Regions from separate parts of the Gossypium hirsutum genome. Here region 2 is linked to region 1. A link is a contact called in public Hi-C data. All regions are on one chromosome and are shown on one strand. The core of a region is the stretch at or near the end of the contact, and the rest is flanking DNA. Distances in the headings are between cores, read along the strand shown. Region 1 holds the start of LOC107918136 (probable galactinol--sucrose galactosyltransferase 2). Region 2 holds the start of LOC107921220 (insulin-degrading enzyme-like 1, peroxisomal).

Region 1 (5,177 bases), core at 1,822-4,321:
AGAAGAGATTTTATTTTATAAGACTCCATTTTATTATGATAATTAATATTAAGATAATTATTAGGATTATTTAATTTTAGGATTTTATTTTAATTATCTTTAATTAATTGTATTTATCTTTTTAGAATTTAAGTTAAATTAGACTATCTCTCTAGCACTATAAATAGGGGGTGAAGTGACTCTATTGGGTGTTCATCTTTTTCTGTAAACACTCCCCCCTGAAAGTCTAGGCTTTTGTTTCTTCATATTTTCTTTCAATAAAATCCCCTTTTCCATTTTTATATTTATTTTCTTTTCCACCATTATCATGAGCCACTAAAACCTATCTAGCCGAAAGTTGTCAATATTCCCCAAAAAGGGTTCTTGAGGCCTAGAATCCGTACTTAGCCTTCTCGCCAAGTATTCATCGTTTCTCCGCACTACGGGCTGACGCTTCCGTCCATGGCCCTTAAGAAGTAAGCTTTTCAGCATATGCAAAGGCGGCCGCTTTGTATGTTTTGGAAGGATTACACAGTCGGTTCGTTAACTTACTGCGTCAGAGGTTGGCAAGCCAAAGAGACAAAATGGCGTGGGATTCGCCATTGAGAAGCATTGATCTAACATAGATTACTAGCTAGAGTCAGGTTCCCTAAAAATCGTAAGTCTAATCTTTGGAGCTGGTGGTCGTAGGCGTCCTCTTCCACTATAACTGGCTTACTTGAGTTGAGAAGGGTTATTTAAAAGCTGAGGATTGAACCCAAGGCGGAATGAGACAACTGGAGGCTGGAATCTACCAATAAGAATTTCTTTTCCTTTAACTCTCTTTATTATTTTTATATATTCTCCATCTCAATTTCCGTCATTTATTTAATTTTGCAATTTCAATTTAATTTAAATACTATTTTTATTTTTCCAAATCGAAATTCTTAATTCTATTTTTTTAATTTTTTCAGGAACGCAAGTTTCTTGGCCAAGAAATTGTCTAAGATTTCAAGAAACGAGCATTCGTACAATCCGGTCCCTGAGGATTCGACCTTACTTCCCATTTACTGTTATTTTTATTATTTTACAGGGAATAGGATATTTTTGGTGCTCTCAACGACCGCATCAACAGTCTTCCTTAGTTGTAAATTTTTGGCCTACAAACAACTCCTCACATTCAAGATTTATGGCCAATCGGCAGGCAGGTAATATATCGGGGTACTCCGAAAACTTAAATGTATACGCCACATTAGGATTTACGGTCGACATGTGGGCCCTAGGATCATTGTGCATGACAATGCCTCAACTTGGGTTCCTGGTTGAAGAAGCGTAAATAGTTCTATCATCATTCATGCCTTCACCGTCGATATCATCCGGGACCTCGTCTAAATCGGGATCACTATAATCTTCAGCCTCTTAATCAGAAGGACTATTATTATCACGTCCATCTTCACCATTTGCATCGGTCTCAATTACTGGCGAATGTATTTGTAAACGGAGACCTGGGTTAAGGTTCTCAAACACATATGGAGAATTAATATTGATGTCAAACATGCATATAGTCGTTCGCCTATCAACGGACGTTCTCGGAACCTCCATACACGGATCTTTAAACTTCATGTTCTTCACTTAATGAAGTGAAATCTTCACTTGGCTCTACATCAGCTAACTTAGCAAACAACTGAACCAATTCAGTGTGGCCACTCTGATTCTGGTAATAAAGTGCGACTATTGTCTCTATGTCTTCATTGTCTATAAATCCCATCAGTCTACAAATTCCATCTCGGTGAATTTGATGGGATTTGTCGAAACTGGGACTTTGTAGAATAGTTTCGAGATTCTCTTCCCACAATGTTTAATAATTTTTGAACTGATCCTTTCTTTCATATTATCAATCGACACATTTTTATTAAATCTCATAGCTATTTGTTGGTGAAATTCAAATATAAAACCAAATGTTGTTAAAATTACTCTATCGAAATAAACGCAAATTGATTATCCATCTTCAATATAAATATGTAAAAATATTTAAACATAATTAAATTTCTCAATATTTTTTTCAAAAACAAAACAAGATTCTACTATAAAAAATATAATAACAAAAATTAATCACTGTACAAACCTTACAAATCTTTCTGACTTCTCTTCTTTGTTTTCTCCTCTTCTACAAAAAAAATTTCCTTGTCTTTCTTCTTATTTGTTAGCTGCTACAACCATTCAACCAAACACAAAAAACACTAAAACAATTCAACAAATCAAAACACAAAAATTTTTACAACGCTTCATACAAATTACTATAACCGTTCAACTCAAATATATAAGGGTTTCGTGCCGCTTGACAACCTTCCTCCCCCAACTGGTGCCGGCTGTCACATGCCCTCCAAGCTTGGTGCCGCCAGTTTAGTACCCTTCACCCCTTTTTACCCGTATTTTGTTCAATAGTTTTTTCTGTATACTAATGTTGCCGTAGAACGTCTCTTCACAATTAAAAAATTATTTTTTAAAACATATCATGAGCTAAAGATGAATGTATTATAATTGAGCAGAAAAAAAGGGCGATGCTGCCACCCCTTTCAGTCCACCTCTTAGCATTGTTAATTTCACCCATTTTGGTAAATAATGTCACTGAGATATTATTTTAGTATTTAATTAGTTTTTAGTATTATCAAGGTAACCATTACTAGCATTAAATAAATAAATTATCCTTTGAATGATTGAATTGCTTAGTAAATTGAAAAAAAAATAGAAATAAATTAAAATATTAACAAAAACAAGTAACATACGGATCCACAAATATTCAGATTCATGTTTTAATAGAAATTACAAGCCCCTTTCATTTCCACCGCTGTTTAAATTTACAATTCAGAGATGCCTTCTGTCACTCAGTCACGGATTGCTCAGCAACAGTAAGCAATAAACCCTAACCCAAAATATCTAATATGTTTATTATTATTTTATTCATTAAAAAAAATTGTAGAACAAAAACAAAACGTTTCTAAAAGAATAGCAATAATAGAATATAAAATTCCACGTGGCAGTACACCAATGATCCCGTAATAGAAGTTGCTCGATATTTAACCCCCAGAAATTGTGGCTATAAAAACCCAGCTTCTTCACCCTCATTACTCGCATCCGTTGTCTGAAAGAGGAAAACAAAGCCATTTTTAGTGGTTTCGCTCTCTCTCCCTCTCTCTAGAGAAGAGGCATTCCCTTTGTCGGAGTGCGCTTCTGCTGAGTGTTTCTTTCGTTTTCTTTTGTTTTAAGTTTTGGAGTCAAGAGTGTTTCAAGCTTCTTAGTCCTATTGGCTGCTTAACGACCTAAGCTAGCCCCGCCGGATATAGGTGAGTTCATTTTGGGGTTCTCAGCCGTCAACTGTGAAATTAAATAGTGGTTTATGGTGGATTCTCTTTTTAGAGTAACATTTGTTTCCCTTTTGGATGACTTGTTGTTGGTTCCCTGGTGATGATGAAATGGGACGTGATTTGGATTTGGATTTTGGAGTTTCTATGATCTAAAATCTTTTGGAACTTTTTGTTTGTTAAATTTGAAAGTTTTATGGATTTGTTATTTAAATTGTATTTTACTTTATTTCATTTTTTTTAAGTCCTGTTTTTCCTCTCTGCGATTTGTTTCTGGTTTCGTGGTGATCATGATCATGAAATGAGACGTGCTTTGGAGTTTTTATGATCTGATTTTTTTTTAAATTTCCTGTTTGTTAATTCTGAGATTTTGATCGATTTATAAAGCTTCTGCTTTCCATGACTATGGATTATGGTATGGAGTAGATCTGCGCTTGACGAAGAACGTAATTATAACAATAAAATCTTATTTACGTAAGAGTTAAGATCACGACGATAAATCCCTCGAATTACATGGTTATGAATTATGATTTTGCTCTTACGGTGACAGATAATTTTTTTTAATAAATATCTGTTTAATTGAAAATTCATCGTCGTTTAAAATTTTGCCAACTTTTTATAATCCTCTGTTTAACTAAAAGAAGTTCGTGTTTTCTTTTTCACGTTTTTTCTTCTGCTGTATTAATCGTGAAGGTCTTTTAGATTATTGGACCTGCTTTTCTCGTGTATCCGTCCAAACTTGCTCTAACTCTAAGCATACACTTTTTCTTTTCTTTTCTTTTTTTCTTAGAAAAAAAAAATTTCTGAAAGTGAAAAATTAAGAATTTATTTATTTTTCTAATAAAAAGAGGAGCTTTGTTTATAGTCTGAACAGATCATTGTGGTCCGCCGGCGGCCTTCTCTTTTTCATATTTATTTTTTTCCGTTGATGATCTTCAAGTAAACCATCTGAAAGTTACTTGATTATAAAAGATAGTTCGTATATTCCTTCAAAAAAAAAAAAAACCAAAAAGTAGCTTACAATCCCAATTTAGCGACGAACTGTAGCTTAAATCACGGTAAATAAATAAATTTGAACAGTTGCTCTCTTTTTTCATTCATACCTTGACCATTCCAGATTTTTCTTCATGGACATAATATTTTATCCCAATAAACAAAAAAAAAAAACAGAGCTGGTTTTCTGTCTCGATAAATTAAAAATGCTTTTTAATATTTTACACAATTTTTTCTTTTTCAGAAATTTTTTTTCGTTCTTTATAAGTTTTGGGTGGGTTCAAAATTCCATGATTGTTCAGCGGATAGGTGAGAAAATGTTAAGCACAACATCAGTGAAGCAATTGGGGTGGTTTCTTCCTTCTGGAAAATCTCATGGCACTGGAAATGTTCCTTACAAAAGCCTAAACTTTCCAAGATATTTTAAACCCATTGGTCAAAATTTTAGACTCTACCCCTTACCCATTTTTATTTTGCTATATTCGTCTTCTGCAAATAGGTGGTCTTTAAATTTTTGTTTTTGTTATCTAGTATAATTCTTAATTGTTTTTATCGAAACTCTGTTTCTGAATTTAATGTAAACATCTTTTAACTTTTTGCCTTTTTTTTTTGTTCTTATATATATATATATATATCTGTTCCGTGAGTTGTCATTGATGTCGTTTGTTGTGTTGTCTGACAGTTATCAGGTGCTCATCATAAAAAATGACTGTCACGCCAGGAATTTCCATCAACGATGGGAACCTTGTGGTTCATGGGAAGACCATCCTCACTGGAATGCCTGGCAACATTGTTTTGACCCCAGGATCCGGTGTCGGGCTTGTTGCTGGTGCTTTTATAGGTGCTACTGCTTCGGATAGCAAA
Region 2 (5,071 bases), core at 99-2,598, 880 kb after region 1:
CATATTATAATTAATAGCATCTATACTTGGTTAAATTGAATCGTAGTTGATTGTAATTGCTCTGACAATGAATGTGACGTCCCATAGCTCTGACCCGATGATCAGGTTGGGTATAGGTGTTACAAGTACCTAGGTATTATAAGTGTTGAGAAATAATGATTTTGGTACTAATTTGTCATGTAATTAAGTCGAAATTTGTTGAGAATCCTAGAATATATTACTTAGAGGTTAATCATGGACGAATGTATGATATCTTAAATGATGTTTTTAAGTGGATTAAGGTTTAAAAATGGTCAAGAATGATTGAACAAGAATTTGACATGTTTTGGCATGTAAATAAGGTGTTTTAAGGTCATTTTGACACTTTAGGATAGATGTGCTGCAACAAATACCAATAAGTATCGGTATAAGTCCTTCAAAGAGAAAAAATAAATAGTAATAAGGACTTGTGCCGCAAAATCCCTAGATGCTGCGCAACAAGTGCCTTGTTTTCACTATTTTGTGTCCAAACAAGCTTAGAATGATCCTGATTACAACAAACTTTAAAGGAAGTTTAGAAATGGTTCAAATTACTTTAAAAGACCATAATAAAGTTCAAATGAAGTGTTTAATATTATCTATAAAGTTTTGTGAAGTTAGTGAACTTAATGTCCAAATGTGACATCAGGGGCGAAGCCAGAAAATTTTTTTAGGGGGGGCCGGATGAAATTTTAATTTTTTATAGTTTATATTTTTATAATATGTAAATGATTAAATTGAATTTTTATAATTTTAGGAGGGGCTAAAGTGCAATTTTACCTTTACTAATTTAAAATTTTTAAAAAATTGTAAGGGCCTAAAGTGAAATTTTCCATTTTAGGGGGGGCCGGGGCCCATGCTAGCCCCCCTGGCTACGCCACTGTGTGACGTCCTTTCCTCAGTTATTTATGTAACTCGGGTAATGAGTGTTACATATAGATTAATTTCTTAATATAATTTTTTTATAGATAGCTAATTTATATATTTTTATATTATTTTTGAGTAAAAATATGCCATAAGTCATTCTAAGATTTGTAAATTTAAAATTTAGTTTGTAGGCTTTTATTTCTAGAAATTTATTCCTTATACTTTTCAAATTTTAAAATTTAACTTAATTAAAATCTCATTTTTTTTATTTACATTGTTACAAAATGAGTATTTTTATTATTTTAAAATTTCACACTAATAAATTTAACAAAAAAAATTTTAACAATTTTAATAATTAGAATAGGCTAAATTTCGCTAAATTTCTTAAAATAGAATTACATTCCAAAATTGTAAAGAGTACAAGGTTTTACCTGCAAGTTATGTAATCTTAACGCTGTATACAAACTAAACGCCCAAATCAAAACAATCTTTGATCCATGTGTTGGACAAAAGAACAAGAGAAAAAAAAAAGACTTGATCCATGTACAGTCAATTTTAGGTGAAGCAAAGTCAAGTTTGAGAAAGTATGGAAAGAAACTACGAACCTTCCTCTTTCTCTCTTTATAGACGTATCATCCGGCCCGGAAGTAGCAGATTAATAACTCAATCTTCTCTTCCGCTTTCCATACCCAAGCTCAAATCATCCAAACATAGATAAGCAGTGAACTGAGAAATGGCGGTCAGCATTGAAGATGTGGAGATTTTAAAGCCCAAAACGGACAAAAGAGAGTACCGAAGGATCGTCCTTAAAAATTCCCTTCAAGTTCTTCTTATTAGCGATCCCGACACCGACAAGGCAAATTAATCTTCCAATTCCTTGACTTTCATTTCATTCCCAAATCCATTACTATTATGAACCTTTCTTTCTAATTTCCTTGTTTCTTTTTTTATTTATTTTATGTTACAGTGTGCTGCTTCTTTAAATGTGGGTGTCGGTTCCTTTTGTGACCCTGTCGGCCTCGAAGGCCTCGCCCATTTTCTTGGTATTTATTTTTTTTAATCCATTTATTTGATCTTCTTTTTGTATATGTGAACTGCCAGGAATTTTTTGTGTTACTTCTATTCTTTGAATTTAACAGTGTGTGACTTAAGCAATTCTGTTCCTCATCGTGTTCTTAAATAAATTGAATGGGCTAAAATTTTGTAATCAGTATAGCTCTCACTAAAATATGTCATTAATGCTGATTAAAAAAAAATTCTGTTGGTTCAGTAAAGTTTATTATTACTGGGTTGAACTTCCCTTATCGTAAATAATTCAAAATGATCTTATTGATTTTCTGATTATTTTTTGTGGTATTATTGTTTCTGTGCATTGATTTAATTGTTGAAAGAACTCTGGTCCAGCAATTGAACAAGAATTGCATGGTAGTGGGATAGTTATGATTTTTACTTTGTTTTTTATGTTTAACATGTTGTCCTTCCTTGCAGAGCACATGCTGTTTTATGCTAGCGAGAAGTATCCCTTGGAAGATAGCTACTTAAAGTATATAACAGAGGTATTGCCCATCTTAAATGCAGAATGGTCATCTATTGATGAGTTCATGCGGTTTTAATGGTTACTTTTTATGAAGTTAAAGTTCCTCGTGTTTTAATTACAAACTTGCTATATAAGTATGCAGAAATTGTTAAAAGAAAGGGAGAAAAAAAGAAAAAGAAAAAACCAAAGTTTGAGAGGGGTTCAGGTTCTTAGTATCTCTAGTATTGCTTACTAGTCACTTGCATCATACCTTACGCCATTAAAATTACTGTGCCTTTTATGAGGTCAGGTATTTGGATCAGTTATTTGGCTGTTATTGATATAAAAACCATTGTAATAGATAAGCACTTCTAAACCTTTTAAACCATAAAAGTATCAAAATTATTTCTGAAGCATCAATAAAAGGGGTGATTACAAATTCTTGGTATCTTTTTTTGCCAAAACAATTGTATAATATTATAATTACAGAAAGACATGCATAATAGATAAGCAATCTTAATCTTAGAACCAATTGAACATCAAATTTGAAAGGATTCATGTAAGATGTTTGTGATCTAATAACCGATTAATTGTTAGCTAACTTTGAATAGAATTAACTTCAAAATTTGTAAAGGGATGCCTTAAGACAAGAGGCTTATAGTGAAGTAAAATCATTTGCATGACTTGTTTTCAGATAATATTCCTTTGATTTAAAATTTAAGTAGTTTTATTTTCCTGATTTACAGCATGGAGGCAGCACAAATGCCTTCACAGCTTCTGAGATGACCAACTATTTTTTTGATGCCAACACCGATTGCTTTGAAGAGGCTTTGGACCGGTAGATGTTGTTTATGCAGTCTTCCTTTAGCAGTTATTTTCATCTTGTTCTTTTAATGCATGCGAGACTGGGTGTTTTCCTTGCTCTTTAGGTTTGCACAGTTCTTCATTAAACCATTGATGTCGGCTGATGCTACCATGAGGGAAATTAAAGCTGTTGATTCTGGTTATCACTTTGGTTCTTGGTTTACTTTTAACACATAGATTCCTTTATTTTAATCTATAATTAATCAACATGACTTTTTCTTTGTAGAGAACAAAATGTACTTATTGTCTGATGAGAGGAGAATGAGCCAGGTATTATTTTCTTATTGTTGTATTATTTTCTTATTGTTGAACCATTTTGAAAGATTGCAAAATCTCAGCTTTCACTAAATTAAAATGTTGGTAAAAATTTCCCTTTCTGTTACTACCTATTTTTCTTCTTTTTTTTTTTTGGAAGAAATGGATTTTGGAGTCGAATCCCCATCCCGCAATCCCCTAACAGAGTGTCTATGTGACACATGTCCAGCCCTTCTGCAATACAAGTACATTTTTATTGAATTTAGTTTTTTTTTTAATTTGGTTTTTTCTTTGTTTTACATTTTAGAATGATATTTTAAAGGGATTAATTTACATGGCAACTCATAAGTTGATCTAGGGTTAAAACTTAAACTGTTTGAAGGAAAAAAAAAATCTCATGATCTAGGATTAATTTACAGCCCTTATGGGCATGTTTTTATTGGTTGTTAGTTTTTTAAAAAAAATATTTTAAGTTTCTTGATTTACTTTTAAAATGATATTTTAAAGGGGTTAACTTACATGGTAAGTTACAAGTTGATTTGGGATTCATATTTGACCTGCTTGAAAAAAAGAATTAATTTATTGATTATCTATTATTATGTTTTAAATGATGTATTCAAAGAGATTGTTGTGGATGATAATTCATTAATCTATTTAATATCTATATTGAACTTAAGAAAAAACAATATTTTATATTATTTATTTTTATTTTTAGATTAAAGTTTATAATTTTATTTTTAAATTCTATTTAAAGTGTTAATATGCATGTTAATTCTCAAGTCGCCTGCATTTCATTATTTTATTAATTATTTTATTTGTATGATTTGTAATTGACCCGTATGTTAATTATTTTCAATTTATGTTTGAATATTGTATTTGAAGTAGTTTATCCACATAATGATTGGTTGATTGATTAGCATAATATCTTACCTGATAGAGAAACAAAGTTTAAAAAAAAAAGATTTTATTACTTATGCTTTATTGTAATTTTACATGAGTATTTAAAAGGATTAGTCTGCTTGCTTACTTGCATGTTAAAAATTCGTACTCAATGGTGAAATTTCTAGATGTATTCCTAACTGTTTTTTTTTTGTTTTAACTTTTTCCTTCTTTGCAGCTTCAAAAACATCTAAGCTTGGAAAGTCATCCATATCATAAATTCGGTGGAGGTTAAAACCCTTTCTTACTGATCTTCGTTCCTTCTTCCCTTGACCCCTTCTGTCTTCCCTTTTCTCTTTAGTTGAATTCTTAGACTAGCAGGCTATTGGGATGCATTCTGCATTATAGGTAGTCTACTAACCTAGTGACATTGGAGAATAATTATAAAAAATTGAATGAGAAAGTCCGTAGTAAAAACCCATTTATGAACCTGAAAATGCTTAGTTTAGCATTTCCAGTTAAAAAAAAATTCCCAAGACTCCTGTCTGAATGTCTTTGATTTTGAGATTACTTATTCTCCTTTCTGAGGGATGCTAAGGTTTTTTACTCTTCTTAGATGGTTTAGATTTAAGTGCTTAATTTAATTACTACCCTTTTGAGCATTCTCTTGTT

The links. A called contact is a pair of places that touch in the nucleus more often than the background predicts.
Region 2: a contact with region 1 is called in a Hi-C map of leaf, with 2.3 times the contacts expected there. The contact joins the promoter of LOC107921220 here to the promoter of LOC107918136 in region 1. A contact is called at or near these places in 3 of 34 Hi-C or Micro-C datasets (hypocotyl and leaf).

What each region holds. Positions count from the first base shown.
Region 1 is chrA01:40,908,164-40,913,340 of Gossypium_hirsutum_v2.1, forward strand. It overlaps LOC107918136 (probable galactinol--sucrose galactosyltransferase 2), which reads left to right and starts at 3,072. Exons shown (of 14, transcript XM_016847667.2): 1 at 3,072-3,302; 2 at 4,996-5,177. The coding sequence starts at 5,019.
Region 2 is chrA01:41,791,773-41,796,843 of Gossypium_hirsutum_v2.1, forward strand. It overlaps LOC107921220 (insulin-degrading enzyme-like 1, peroxisomal), which reads left to right and starts at 1,349. Exons shown (of 25, transcript XM_041111082.1): 1 at 1,349-1,741; 2 at 1,853-1,928; 3 at 2,374-2,441; 4 at 3,148-3,239; 5 at 3,331-3,404; 6 at 3,492-3,535; 7 at 4,638-4,689. The coding sequence starts at 1,619.